Regions from separate parts of the Mus musculus genome. Here region 1 is linked to region 2. The links are chromatin contacts, called in public promoter capture Hi-C maps. All regions are on one chromosome and are shown on one strand. The core of a region is the stretch at or near the end of the contact, and the rest is flanking DNA. Distances in the headings are between cores, read along the strand shown. Region 1 overlaps Acacb (acetyl-Coenzyme A carboxylase beta). Region 2 overlaps Myo1h (myosin 1H).

Region 1 (4,461 bases), core at 576-3,075, 170 kb after region 2:
TGCCAATCATAGGTGTTAAGTGACCACTACTGGCTTTGTCTTTCATGCTTTTTGTGGGGACATTTTGTCTTTCCTTTGTCACTTCTAAAGAGAGGATAATTTGTTCTTATTGCTGGGACACTCAGGGAATGGCCTCTCATGGCCTCTAATAGGCAGGAGACATAAATTCCGCTGTCACCCTTCAATGCATAGGCAGGACAGTCCTGCCCAACAGTGATCCAAGCAGAAGCCTCCTCGCCAGCTTCACCCTGCCCCACGGGCCCTCCAGATCCGCAAGCCTCCCCATATCCACCAGTAGTCTCTCCCAGGCAGTGTGAACCGCAGGCCACAGGAGAGCAGTCCCAGCTCGGTGGCGACTGACCCGCCCTCAAAGCCCACCACCTAGCGTGGTGCACATGCGTGTGATCCCAGCACTCAGGAGGCAGAGGCAGGAGGATCGAGAGTCATCTCCGAACAACAGCAACAGCAAAAGCCTCATTCTGCCTGCCTTCCATGCTGTCCCCACATCCCAGGAGAGCAAGGAGAAGACTGTGCGCCCTACCTTTCCAGGGAGTGCAAGAATTCCGTCATGCAGGTTCTGAACATCGCGTCTGCCACATTCAAGGCCCCACACACCACCCCAAGCATGATGTCCGGCTTCTCTGCCTAGAAAAAGACTCCAGGTCTCAGTACCCGCGGGAAGCACGGATCTCTGCGTACACCCACACCCCGCCCTGGGAGGGAGGGTGGAGAGGTAAAGCGGCCTCTTACCTGCACCCGCTGAGCGATGAGGTGGTCCAGCCACCCCGTGTCGATATCGTTGTTCTGGAAGCTCTCGGTCTCCAGAAGGTTAACGAGATACTCCACAGTGGTCCGGAAGTCACCCCGGATGGACAGTTCCTTCAAAGCCACTACCATGTTCCTGGAGAGACACAGGACTGGTTTCCACGTTTACCCACGGTTCCTGGGAAGTTTGGGATTTGTTTTTTTCAGTGCGTCTGAGCGCACGGGAGGCACATGGACCGGCTTGAGTGACCTCACTTGAGTAACTTAACCACCCCGGGGCCTCAGTTACCTCGTCTGAAAAATGGGGTGATAACCTTGCCACCTGCAGTACTTGAGGGATGCTCCACATAATGCCGTTGCAGTCAACAGGTCTCAGAGTTTAGATCATCCTGATAGGTAATGATTCGAAGAAAGGGGTGGGGCCTCTCTGACTGAGCGCCTGTTCGGCCTCCCCTTGGTCTATTCCCATCTCCTGTCTCATAAAAGCCACTTCTGCCTGTCCCCTGGCTGCTCTGTCCAGGTGTGTCATGGGGAGGTCACATGAAGCCACAGGTCAGTCTCAGGACCTAAATCTGTATGTAACTCGGCCACGCAACTGAGGAAGACTGACTGCCACAGAGGGGTTTGTCTATAGCACGGATCAGGGAGCCAATCACAGAGTCCGGCAAGTGCTTTCCTCTGCTAGACTCTGTCAGCAGTATAAGCTGGAGTTTCTCTAAGTCTGTAGCAGCTGCAGACAGCGCCACAGTCTGAGCCTCTCCGGGAACATGCCGGGCCCACCCACTTCCTTCCGTTAATTAAGTCTCATTTGTTGCAAGTCTCCCTCCACTTTCCCGGAGGACCTCAGTTTGCCACGGAACACGATTAAAATGAATTAGCCTAAGCTGACAGAGGGACAGCACCATCAAAACTGTCAAACTCTCACCCTAAATCAATTCACAGTTAAACAGCCAGACCAGAGTCTAACATTTTTTTAAATGAAATACTCTCGATGCCTTTGGGCTCTTTACGCTCTGAAGAGTGGTTTGGTTGCCTGGCAGCACAGGATGCTTAACTACAACACAAAGTGCGTTTCACCTTCCTGGACTGGTGTAGAGGCAGGGAGATGTTAAGAGGAAAGACAGGGGGAGTATTGGGTTAATATGAGTTTCTCAGTCTGTTTAACTGTGACAGGATTTGCTAAGCAGGGATCACAGGCCATGTCACAAGCGTGGAGTAGAGAGCAGGGAGGAAGAGGAACCCCAGAAGAAACTGAGTCTTGGAGTAAAGATGGTGTGCAAACTATGAGGTGTTAAAGGTGCCCCCACCCTCTCCTGAGCCGAGTGCTGGGCACCGTTTAGACAGCTTTGAATGGTTTAGGGTCTCTTTGAAGTTAGCTCTCTTGCACACTCAAGACCCAGGGGCCTGGTGGGCTCCCTGCTCTTCACCACAGGTCTCCAACAGAGGAAGAGAATTGTTCTTGAACTTCAGTACTTAAAACAGTAAGTGATGCATAGGGAAGGACCTGTGTGTGTGTGTGTGTGTGTGTGTGTGTGTGTGTGTGTGCAGGTGCATGCACACTGATGCAAGTATATATGGGTCACAGGAGTTTGGTGTATGTGTGCATGCATGTGTGTGTGTGTGTGTGCAGGTGCATGCACACTGTTGCAAGTATAAATGGGTCACAGGAGTTTGGTGTATGTGTGCATGCATGTGTGTGTGTTCAGGTGCATGCACACTGTTGCAAGTATAAATGGGTCACAGGAGTTTGGTGTATGTGTGCATGTGTGCATGTGTGTGTGTGTGTGTGTGTGTGTGTGCAGGTGCATGCACACTGTTGCAAGTATAAATGGGTCACAGGAGTTTGGTGTATGTGTGCATGCATGTGTGTGTGTATGTGTGTGTATGTGTGTGTATGCGTGTGCATGCACCTCCAGCTGCCTTGTGGAGTCTGGGGTCAAACTCAGGTATTCAGGCCTATACACAAGTACTTCTGAATGTTTCTAGAACTGGGAAGCGGGGTTGGAGGAACGGGAAGGGAACCGGAGATACTGACGAAATGGCCTCTTCACGGTTCTCGCCCCAGGAGAAGCAGTGCCCAAACTGGGAATCGGCGAACTCGTGCAAGCCCCCAGCAGCGGCCACGCTGAAGTAACCCCACACGTTCTTGTTGCTGCGGAAGTTCAGCTCCTGCACTGTCCCCGAGCTTGGCTTAAAGCCCTGGAGCCCAGACAGAGGAAAAAGAGAAACAGAAGTCAGTTCTCTGAGCACTTGGTTGGGGAGATAGCCCAGTCCCGCAAATAGCACTGACTTCCCAAGCAGAAGGACCTGTGTTCGATCCCCACAGCACTCACAGACTGGACATTTTCATAGCTAAAAATGTAAGTGAAGAGTGGGAAGGACACTCAGTGGTTAGGAACACTGCCCACTCCTGCAGGGAACCTGGATGTGGTTCTCAGTACCAACACGGTGGCTCATGAACATATGTGACTCCAGTTCAGGAAGTCCAACACCCTCTTTTGCTCTCCTCCAGTAGCAGGCCCACGTATGGTGTACACACATGCAAGCAAGCAAAACGCTCATATGCATAAACTAAACACACACACACATATATGTATGTGTATATATATATATATATATGTATATATATACACACACATATATACATATATTTGTATATACGTGTGTATGTATATTGTGTGTGTGTGTATATATATATATATAAACATATATACACACATATATATAATATATATTATATATTAATTTTAAATAAACTAGGTATGGTAGCACATGCCTTTAATCCCAGCACTCTGGAGGCAGAATTGGGCATATCTCTGTGAGTCTGAGGCCAGAGTTATTATAGAAAGGCCTTGTTTTAAACACACACACACACAATCTTTGATTAAAAAATAAAACAGGAAGGTCTGGAGAGAAGGCTCAGCAGTTGAGAGCAGTCTCTTTCAGAGGTCCTGAGTTCAATTCCCAGCAACCACATGGTGGCTCACAACCATCTGTAATGGGATCCAATGCCCTCTTCTGGTGTGTCTGAAGACAGCAACAGTGTACTCATAACACACACACACACACACACACACACACACACACAGAAACCAGAAGAGACTGGTGAGCCCCAGAACAATGAGGGGTTGGTTTGGAAGCAATGAAGCCAGCTAAATTGTTTTCAAGACCCAAGGAAGAAGAATAAGCCTCAAGGGGACCTCCCACAGGCTCCCTAAAACACAGGACTACAGCAAAGAGCACAGAAACCAAGAAACCCCAGAACTTGGGCTCCAAACCTGGCTACACAAGCCAAAGATGGGAACCGTGTGGCGAGTTGGGAGGGCTTACCTGACCCCGGCAGGCTGGAACATGACCACCACCCAGTGAGGCCATGGGAGTGAGGGGCCATGTGAAGTGCTTGCTGAAGCCCAAAGCTATGACCAATAGCTTCCACCCAGAGTTTCTTGGGTATAAGCTGAGAATTCTGAGTGCCAGCATACCCACACCAAAGACCAGGGCCCACCCTTCGCCACAAGTCTGCAGTTGGTGTAGACACAGGGACCCACACTTGCCTCATCTGGGTTTTCGCTGGTGATCCTGGCTGCAATGACGTGGCCTCGGGCAATGGGAGGGCTCAAGGGGGTTTCAAAAGGAATGGGGGTCACTCCCCAGGGGGACTCTCCGTACAGAAGCCGTATGTCCTTCAGTCGGTGC
Region 2 (4,690 bases), core at 1,098-3,597:
GCACAGCTGCCCTGGAGACCCCACTCTGCCACTTACACATTCTGGAGCAGCAGCCTCTGGTACCTTTCTCAGGGGCTCACTTTCAGTAGAGATAGAGAAGGGGCCGGAAGGGCTCTGAGAGCAGGAGCACCAGGCGGATATCAGCGGGGTGGCCATCTCTGCTCAATTTACCCAATGCTCTTCTGCAGCAATTCTGACGATAACATGTTGAAAAACATCGAACTGTTCGATAAGCTGTCCCTGCGCTTCAACGGGCGGGTCCTGTTCATTAAGGACGTCATCGGGGACGAGATCTGCTGTTGGTCATTTTACGGCCAGGGCCGGAAAATCGCTGAAGTCTGTTGTACCTCCATCGTCTACGCCACTGAGAAGAAGCAGACCAAGGTGAGGGCCGTGCTCACGGGAACTCAAAAGAGGGGGTTGTGGCAGGTCAGAGAAATGGGGGCACTTCCTACCGACACTGGGCAAGCAGAGAGGGCTGTGCTCCCAGCTGTCTCCGGGCAATCTGGCCGGATTCAGGTTTGCACCTGTGTGCCCAGCCGCTAGGGCCTTCTCCCTCTGGCATCCTGATCTTTCTGACTGCCCGTGTGGGGTCACCCTGCTCCGGGTGGCAGGAACTCCACCAGCATGGCCTCATCGAGGCTCACCGGTCAGAGGCCTCTGCTGCCTTCCGAAGCTGACCCTTGACTGCCCTTGGCTGTCCACCCTGTCCTTCCCTTCTGCTGACCCGGATCTGTCTTCCGCTGACGTAGGCTCCACACGCCATGGCTTTTTACGGTTATTACGTGTAGGTGTGTATATCTGCAGGGGGTTTGTGCACATGAGTGCTGGTGCATCGGATTCCCTGGAGTTGTGAGCTGGAGCCCGGCTCACTGTCAGAACCACACCTCTCTCTAGGCGTGCTTGCCCAACCTTCTTAGACTTGGAGTGAAAGTGGCCCCCTCTTTCCCGCTCTCCCCTTCTGCTCGCTGCACATTCTGTCATTTCTCTCTCACCCTAAGGGAAATGGACGTTAATTTTGCCAAGGTTCTAGTCACCTGTGTGTAGGCCATAGTCACCTGTCGGGGTTGCTCTCACCCCTGAGGCTTTGGGAGATGTGGTTCCATGGGATCCTGGAGCTGGCAACTGAGGCTAAACTCAGGTTGTCGGGTTTGGCGGCTCTACCCTCTGAGCCACCTCAATGGCTCCGCTATGTTTTTTTGGTGTGTCTGGCAATTGCCACTGTGAGACTTGGGTCACAAGTTCCGCCTAGCCTTGTGATTGGAGCTCTTGTGGCAATGTGACTTTCCCAGCCTTCAGCCTCTCACACCGGCTGTCCCCATGGCTGGTCTGTGTGAAGCTGAGGAGCAGACCCTGCCCATGGAGGAAGTCGGATACCCAGAATAGCTTTGCAAGCTCTCTCCCTTCACTGTCCTGGGCTCACCTCTCAGTTACCCAGAGAGCTGGGGCTTTGCTTATCCCTGTCATTCTCCCACCCGCTCAGACCCCAACTCCCCACCCCTGCCATGAGGAAGATGTCACTGAGGACAGGCTCTGCTTGCAGCCGTGAATCCGCTGGAGGCCGAAGTGTAGTCAAGTGGAGGACATCCAGGGAGCACTGTGGACTCCCTGGGATTGCATTGTCAGCCTAGGAGCTGGGGAGCCTGAGGCCCTGCTGAGATGTAGTGTGAGGTAGTGGCCATGTGCAGCCGGCTAACGTTCCCACCATGTATTTTGTGGGGCACAGGTTGAGTTCCCTGAAGCCCGCATTTATGAGGAGACCCTGAATATCTTGCTGTACGAGGCCCAGGATGGCCGAGGACCTGACAATGCCCTCCTGGAGGCCACGGGCGGGGCAGCTGGACGTTCTCATCACCTGGACGAGGACGAGGAGCGGGAGCGGGAGCGGATCGAGCGCGTGAGGAGGATCCATATCAAGCGCCCAGATGACCGGGCCCACCTCCACCAGTGAGCAGGCCGAGCACCCTGCCTTCTGCCCTCCCTCTGCTCCTGCCCCGCCCCCTCAGACCCTGTGCAGGCTTTGGGGCACCTCCCACTTCCCCTGGAGTCTGAGACACTTTTGTAACAAGCCAGATGATTATTTTGTTATTTCTTGACAAAGTAGATTGCTTCTGTGTTGGCCCGGGTGTGCACCCCTTCTGAACATGCTGTGTCTGGGGTCCCACCTCCCGTGAGAGCCTGGAGCCCAGCCTTCTGGGGCCTTGGAGGAAAACGTATGAATGAGTTTGGCGTGTATGTGAGAACCTTTGTTGCAGTATTTATTTTTATGGGTGTTGACTACCTATTAGGGCCTCTTAGGTGACACTCCCTCAAGGACTTAGTTTGGCAGTTGGGAGGAACTGCGTAGTTGGCAGCCGGCCACCAAGGCGTCCTTGAGCAGCCTGGCCCTGGTGTGTTCTGAGCAGGCAGTCTTTGCTCTCCTGTGAGTCTGCTCTGTGTGCGGTTTTGTACAGAGCCCCTTGGGCACAGTGGAAGGGGGACGAAGTGTGCTTCTGGCCTCTCCCTGGTTCTCAGCATGGCAGGCACACTCCAGGCTGGGAGCAGACCGATTCCTGGCAGTTGGCTGCTCTCTCGGCTCAGTCCTTTTGATGTACCCCATCCAGGAAGGGGCAGCCATCGCTGCTTTAAGGGTCTACTCCTCTCTTGCATGGCTTCCTTTTCTCATCAAGGGGGTGCCTTGCCCTTTGGTTAGGAACTGGGGTGACCGCAGACACTGGCACCAGGTGAGGACACCACTGAGTTTGCAGCAGTTTCCCTGCAGAATAGAGTGGGCATGCAGATACCTTTGGGTCTTGTTGTGTTCAGGGGATGTGTGTGTGACTGCTGGTGGGACGTGTGACTGTAGGGCGCAGGCGCTCACGACAACAGTCAGTTACCTCGAGTCTGCTTTGCGCAGAGGAGTCGTGGCTGAGTAGACTAGTTTCAAGGTTAGGTGAGAGTGTGGGATGGATTTGGCTGCTTGATAAAGGAAGTGTTGGCTATTTTTTAGACCAAAGGTATTAAGTGGGCAATCTCTGACAGGTTTTAAAATTTCTATTTAGCGACGGTTTGTACAGCTCGCTTTGTACATGACAGTTGTATACCTTTCTCTTGTATCTGACACAAAACCTATGATAAATACTCAAACAATCCCGACTGGATCGAGGAACCATGTATGGGGTAGACTTTTGTATTAAGAGCCAAGAAAGGGAGCTTACGAATCATGTTTCCTACGTTTTTATACTGTTTGTTTTAAACGGCAGCCCTGCCCAGTGGGTTCAGCTTTTCTAGGAAGTGAATGTCAGTACTGGTGTTTTCTATAGGAATGGAGAAGCCATGTATACACTGTGTAAATGCTCATGTGAGAATGACCTAGCGGCACAATCTGACTTGCCTTGGCCTCTGGCCTTCCGGTTACTGTTTTTGGCAGCTCTCTCTACCTTCCTCTATCCTCAAACCTTGTGCCTGTAGCTTTGTACTTCAGCTCCCAGGGATAGGAACAGACCTAGTGAACATTCCACGGTGCCTGATCTCGCTGGCAACTGAGTCCAGCTAGGGCCTGACCCAGCGTCAGTCTCCAAAGCTCTGCTTCCGGATTCCAAACACTGGCGTGAGGGGCAGTAGTCAGCACTTCTAGATCACCATCTAGTGAGTCGCTGGTGTAGAGTGAACTTTTACTGCACACTAAGGGCTCACAATTAAAATAAACCAGAATAGCTTTTTGCTCATGGTAACCAAGTTCAGTGTCTGTGGGGCCCACAGCCTGGCAGGTCTGGCCCAGCTCTCTGTCACCTGCTGTGGGAGATGGACCGTTTGACCTCTCTGGAGGCTGAGACCCCATACCTGCTGCTCAGTGCTGGTAATCAGCCCTCCCCAGAGTGCGTGCCGGCCAGAGGGCTCCACCCACAGTCCCTGGTCATGTACGCACATCACACTCTTCCTGCCTCTGCACTATGAAAACCATACTGGGAGTTTTAGAAGTGCTCACTCTTGTACGAGTGTCTGCGGACATGTGTAAAATAAACGTTAAACTCTGCTTCTACTCACGCCGCCTTCTGGTCTTTTCGAGATCGCCTGGCCCAGTCAGCAGGGCTACTGAGGTGCAGCAAGGGCAAGGCTGCCACATCCTGCCTCAGAGTCTGTCCTTCTCTGGAGGGCTGAGGGATGGGCTGGTGTTAGATTGGCATCAGAGGCCCCGACTCCCCCCGGGATCCGGGAGCCTAGCCCATCCCTGGCAGCATGCGCCACGGGCAGCCGGGTTGAGATTGTGCCTCTTGACAAGATTTTCTTTACTCCTGGGTCTCAGCAGCTTGCCAGAGGTACAGAGTCTGCCGCCCACCCTACAGTGACTTCTTGGTGTGCGCCTAAATTGGGTTCCACCAGGGACAGGGGAAGACTCTAGGTTGGCTCTCAGGAAGCGACTAGATACAGCGCCACCTGAAACCTGGCTCTGCCGTAGCATGGGCTCCTTGATGCGGCTGTTCTCCAGGAGCTGCCGCATTGGCCTTGAGCGTGGATAACTGGAGGGGTCCATGCTTGTTTGGTGCTCACCTCAGCTGGAGGAGAAATAGTGACCGAGGAGGGCGGGGTCATCCTTTGTCAGGTTTTCTTCCCTGCCGACACCTGGGGAGAGGAACAGCCAGCTTTAGAGCCCCGCCATCTGCCCTGGAGGAAGCAGCTCCCTCCTAAGGGAGCAGCCAGGTTACAAAGT

The links. Capture Hi-C pulls out chosen DNA fragments and counts their contacts.
Region 1: a contact with region 2 is called in a promoter capture Hi-C map of adipose tissue. The contact joins two enhancer-like sites. A contact is called at or near these places in 1 of 484 Hi-C or Micro-C datasets (CD4 T cells), 2 of 115 datasets of contacts at active chromatin or transcription factors (both in embryonic stem cells) and 3 of 9 other capture datasets (adipose tissue, embryonic stem cells and pancreatic islet).

What each region holds. Positions count from the first base shown.
Region 1 is chr5:114,196,680-114,201,140 of GRCm38.p6, reverse strand. It overlaps Acacb (acetyl-Coenzyme A carboxylase beta), which reads right to left. Exons shown (of 52, transcript NM_133904.2): 11 at 4,320-4,461; 12 at 2,801-2,964; 13 at 751-901; 14 at 542-645. Among named protein-coding and RNA genes, the nearest start is that of Acacb, 33 kb to the right of the region's middle. Within about 2 kb of position 1,825, at least 74 of the 459 cell types and tissues checked have an H3K27ac peak or open chromatin away from gene starts, as enhancers often do. A contact at or near this core is called in adipose tissue, where this site is marked.
Region 2 is chr5:114,362,903-114,367,592 of GRCm38.p6, reverse strand. Myo1h (myosin 1H) reads right to left here. Exons shown (of 32, transcript NM_001164573.2): 32 at 3,017-4,602. The coding sequence ends at 4,579. Kctd10 (potassium channel tetramerisation domain containing 10) reads left to right here. Exons shown (of 7, transcript NM_026145.4): 6 at 189-384; 7 at 1,727-4,021. The coding sequence ends at 1,951. Among named protein-coding and RNA genes, the nearest start is that of Kctd10, 15 kb to the left of the region's middle. Within about 2 kb of position 2,347, at least 74 of the 459 cell types and tissues checked have an H3K27ac peak or open chromatin away from gene starts, as enhancers often do. A contact at or near this core is called in adipose tissue, where this site is marked.